Linked DNA regions of Arachis hypogaea: region 1 is linked to region 2. The links are chromatin contacts, called in public Hi-C maps. All regions are on one chromosome and are shown on one strand. The core of a region is the stretch at or near the end of the contact, and the rest is flanking DNA. Distances in the headings are between cores, read along the strand shown. Region 1 has its middle 19 kb from the start of LOC140172877. Region 2 holds the start of LOC112751378 (lupeol synthase).

Region 1 (2,700 bases), core at 83-2,582, 45 kb before region 2:
TTATATTATAAATAAAAATATGATATAATAATATAAATATATTTAATATAATTAAAAACTTTAATTTATTTTCTTAAACTCTAATTTTAAAATGTTTTATTAAATTCTCTTTAATTTCTATCTTTCTTAATACAATATCGTATCAAAAACTTACATTAATTTTGATTTATTTGTTAAATTTAAAAATATAAAAACACATACATTTGTCGAACTGAAATTTTTTTTATAAACTTTTTTTCATTGATTTATTTATAATTTTTCATCATCATCACTATTATTCTATCATTGCCATTATCTATTGCTATTATAATTGTTACTATAATTGTTGTTATTGTCATTATTGTTATTATTAATTATTGGTTAATCGTGAACAAATTCTATTTAATTAATTAATTAATCAATAACAATAATAATTGTGAACAATTTTTTTTAATTCTTTTGTAAATGCAGTCTTTATTAAATTTGAAAAAAATATATATTATTTAAATTATAATTATTTCCATAATTTTTTTAGGTAATCATCTTTTAATAAATGTATGTATTAAGAATATGTTTAATTATTCTGTTGGTCTTTGTAGTTTTATCAAATTTGTAATTAAGTTTTTATATTTTTTTCTAATCACGTTCTTACACTACTTTTAATTTTATAGTCAAGTCTTTTTGTTTCAAAAATATTAAAATCAACGAAATATTCCCTCTAAAAAAATTTTCTAGTCAAAGTTTTAATTAAGTTTTTAATTGTGGGTACATTAAATTTGTATAAAAATATTTCATTAACTCTAAAAATTAATTTTATGAAAAAAATAGTTAAATAAAAATTGATACATAATTTGTTAAAAAAAATTAAGAGGGAGCATTGCCCCTCTTCCTTTACACAAAATTTTGTTTTTGTTTATACATATTAATTTATATATTTTTAATTAAATAATTAACTATTAAAATAATTAAACTTAATATAATAGAATAATCAAATAATAAATAAATAATTTAACTATTTTATAGTACTATAATAAAAAATTTTATGAAAATCAAAGATATCTTTATACACAATAACTAAACTTTTTTTATATACATTGCATGATTATTGTTGTGACACTCGTTCCAAAAAAGAAGAAAAATAATGCCATTTAGTGCAGTTCAGTCAAGACATATCACATATGGCGGCTGGAAAAAAAATGGCTTTTAAAATTAGTCTATAAGGACAAGCTGATAACTTCAATCATACAAAACTTGTTAAAAGAAAAAACGGTTGCATGTCTACATGCACCACCCAACCTTCATGTTCATCTGTGTTTCACTCGCTTAATCTGGACCTTGTATTTTTTTTATTATTATATCTAAATGATTAATGTTGTTGAAATATCATATTTCAAAAAGGACATCGACATGACATACGTGAACATCTTCCTGTCTGATATCCCTAATCTTGATGTTCTTCTTCCAAGTTCTAACCGAGTATTAATTTATATATATTGATGAAGACAAAGTGACAAACCCTTTTGAATCGACCGTACGTTGAAAAAGAGGGGCAGACGCAATTCCTTTCCTTACTACTGTGGTTGGGGATTGGATCGGTACTTAGATACTTAAAAGTTAAAAGGATAAAGTATATATATACTTAAATTTTATTTTATTTTAATTTTATTCTAAAATTTTTTTATTTTCATCAAATATATTTTTGATGATTAAATTTTAAAATAATTTAAAATCAATTCAATAATAATTTTATCAAAATAACTTTTAACATATATAAATAAATAAAACATAATTATCATATATTATTATTAAATTAGTTTTAAACTTTTAAAAATTTAACTATTATAATTAATTATATTTCATACAAATAAAAAAATTTTGAACAAAATTAAAATAAAATAAAATTTAAAAATATTTTTAAAATTTTTAATTAATTTTAAAGGTAAAAAATATATTTTATCTAAACTTAAAATACGTTCATGTCCTCTCTTTAATCCCTACACGCTTAGACTTAACAAGGCTATTGAATTGAATGGTTATTATGCATTCACTCATGATAAACAATATAGGAGAATACTGTTTTTTTTTAACAATGTAAATAATAAATAAAAAAAAAGTTAATTTTAATTTTAAAAATCAAATTTTAAATTAATTAGATTAATCATAATTTTGATTTTTTTTTTTGCAACCACTCTCTTGCAATCCTGTGCTACCGCTGCTGCTGTTGTATCGCGAACCCAAAGCCTTCGCAGCTACTGTTTCGTTACTTATTTTTTATCAACTTAGTCGGATGTTCATTTTATTATGTATGTAGATGGTTCTTTTCATTCTAAAGTTGATGTTTATTTATTGGTATTTTACTTGATTTGCTTGATTATGCATGCACATGCTTCGCAAGATATTCATTTTACTATGTACAGATGGTTCTTTTCACTAAGATGTGGATGTTTATTTGAATCTTACTATTTGGGTGAACAAAACAACGTGACACACAATGAAAGTGACGAAGACACAATACAACGGCGTGGAAGCAAGGGCAGAGGTGCAGCGTTGGAGCAGCTAGCGGCGGAACAAGGCCTCTACTCGGCGACGATGCGACGTCACAGGAGGGAGAAGAAGGCGCGCAATAGCAGCGTCGCTTGCAGGGAGAACAGGGGCAGCGCAACGCATGGAAAAATAAAGTGCAGCGGCAGCGTCGAGAGCAAGGGGCGCGACACAGGGAAG
Region 2 (2,700 bases), core at 91-2,590:
ATCTTTAATATTTTTAATTTTTTTTAAATTACCGTTAACATTTAATTTAATTTAATTTTATTTTATTCTTATCGTTAAAATTTTTATGGTATAAATTAGTCAGTTATTTTTAACTTTATTTTTTATTGTATCACTATGTCTATCACCTTCAATTCTAACTTTAATCTTAACATTTACCATAAATTAGTCAATTTTTTTGTTCAGGGTAAATTTTTATAAAATCTATCTTTAGATTAGAATTGCATATACCGTAGATCATAAATTATTTTGTCAATTCGAAATCATATATTATACTTTCTAATTTGAAAGGTACATAAATATAAATTTTTTAAATATAATTTTACTAATGTTCAATTTTTACAAAATTTAGTACAAAAAAAATTCTCTAAGTTGAGAAAGATAATTTCATGAAAAAACAGAGAGAGCAGGCAATGTACTATATACTTTATAATGTTCCTCGTCGGATCCAAAAGATTCCAGACAAATTTCATCAAAAGAAATAAAGCTAAGAGTTTGGTATATACATAGATGAAAGTGACTTCACCTAATAAATTCAACCTCCCACTAATTATTAGGGATGCCAGTGGGACGGGGTGGGGGCAAGGAATGTTTTTCTGCTTTTCGTCTTCGCTCCTAGAATTAATTTTTGTTTATGTCCCATTCTCTGTCATGGGAGAATAATTGTCTCCATCTCCGTTTCCCGCATTCTCATTTTCCATTTCCCATTTTCGCGGGAAACGGAGAATAATTTTTGCGGGATCCTATTTTCCATCTTTCTATATTTAACATTCATATGAAAATTATAATAAAAAAATATCAAAAAAATTAAAAAATAAACTATAAAATATTATTACAAACACACAAACATATCTTATCCAAGATTATAAATTCAGAAATATAACATAGCAAATCATAGTCCATAAAATAAAATCTTGAACAATAGGGTTAGAATTTTTTAATGAGTGAAATTACTAAAAAAATCCCTATAATAAAAATAAAGTAAGAATTATTAAGTAAGTTCAAAAATTCGGAGAATTATCAGGGATGAGGCGGGAATTCCCACTCGAATCCCCGCGCTTGTCGGGGGAATTTCGCTCTCCATCTCCATTCCCACGAAAAAAATTTTCCACTATTAGGACCCATTCGGGGCGGTTCCCGCGAAGATCCCCGACTTCTGAAAATTTTTGACACCCCTACTAATTATCAATAATGGTATGATAAGAAAATTTTATTGTGTGAATTTCATCCATCGCTAAAGGTGTACTTAGTTACAAAATTAATATAAGAAACTTCTCCCTCCATGCTTGGGAATAAAAGGACTGTTTTACCAAAACACTCCACACACCTCACCACACTCCAATCCCTTTTCAGCCAAGCGGTGTGTGCATGTATCCAAAATCTTCATTTTTATATATTTCTTTCCTAAAGTTCTAAGCTTATCTCCATCTATAGCTAGCTAGCTATAGCACAATTTCTCATCTATCCAATTTTAATCTTCTTTGGGCTACTAATAATACTTTCATTCAAATTCAAGTAAACATCTATCATTCTCTCTTTTATGATATTAGAACATTTTTAAGTATTTTAAATTACTGATATTTCGGTAGTTTTAATTATTAATTTCAATTTTTAACTTTGTATACATTTTACAACCGAAATTAATGACTAAAATAACTAAAAAAACACTAGTATTTTTAGAATATTTTAACGCTTCTTATTATACTTTTATATGTGTGTATATACATGAATAATAATGTTTTCTCACTATGATGAACCCATCTTTGTACTTAGGAAAATAAATATAATATATAGTTGAGGATGTGGAAGTTGAAGATAGCAGAAGGAGGAAAGAACTTGGTTTCAGGAAACAATTTCATAGGAAGACAACATTGGGAGTTTGATCCAAATGCAGGAACACCACAAGAACATGCTGAGGTTGAAAGGCTGCGCCAAGAGTTTACTAAAAATAGATTTTCCATCAAACAAAGCTCTGACCTCTTAATGAGGATGCAGGTACATACATTACTTTAGGAAGAATTTTTAGTGTACCTGACAATGTTCTAGTTATTTTAACCGTTAATTTTAATTATAAAAAATATATATAATATATATTAATTAAAATCAACTTGGCACTGAAACACCGATGTTTCAGGTACACTTGAAAATTTTTCCATACTTTAGTCTTAGTATGTCTTTGCATAATTGTATTAATTAACTTTTTCTTTCTTAATTTGAATTGAGAATTTAGTTTTCGTGCATTACAAGTATAACATTTAGTTAGTAGGATAATATTCTGTGTTCTAAGTATAAAAGTCTTTCATAATTGTATTAATTAACTTTTTCTTTCTTAATTTGAATTGAGAATTTAGTTTTCGTGTATTACAAGTATAAAATTTAGTTAGTAGGATAATATTCTGTGTTCTAAGTATAAAAGTCTTTTTAAGTTGATATGTCCTGTTATTATATAGATAAAAATGTTTTATTTTTTAAGATATTAAGTATGGAAAGTTAACTTTTATTTTTTCTATTTGATTGAATATTAATATATAGAGTTTAATATATATAGTACATACAAACTAAACTTTAAAATAATTTATAGTTATATATTTAAAAAATTCATATTAAAAAATTAGGATTAAGTAAGATTTTCATCTCTAAGGTATAGGCCAAAAAAAAATTTTTCGTCTCTAATTTTTTTTT

Evidence for each region. Hi-C and Micro-C count contacts between places; a contact is called where the count stands out from the background.
Region 1: a contact with region 2 is called in a Hi-C map of leaf, with 1.7 times the contacts expected there. The contact joins the enhancer-like site here to the promoter of LOC112751378 in region 2. A contact is called at or near these places in 4 of 8 Hi-C or Micro-C datasets (leaf and an unstated tissue).

Annotation. Positions count from the first base shown.
Region 1 is chr15:151,902,148-151,904,847 of arahy.Tifrunner.gnm2.J5K5, reverse strand. No RefSeq gene overlaps it. Among protein-coding and RNA genes, the nearest start is that of LOC140172877, 19 kb to the left of the region's middle. Within about 2 kb of position 1,332, at least 3 of the 3 cell types and tissues checked have open chromatin away from gene starts, as enhancers often do.
Region 2 is chr15:151,857,316-151,860,015 of arahy.Tifrunner.gnm2.J5K5, reverse strand. It overlaps LOC112751378 (lupeol synthase), which reads left to right and starts at 1,340. Exons shown (of 19, transcript XM_072217252.1): 1 at 1,340-1,533; 2 at 1,792-2,013. The coding sequence starts at 1,819.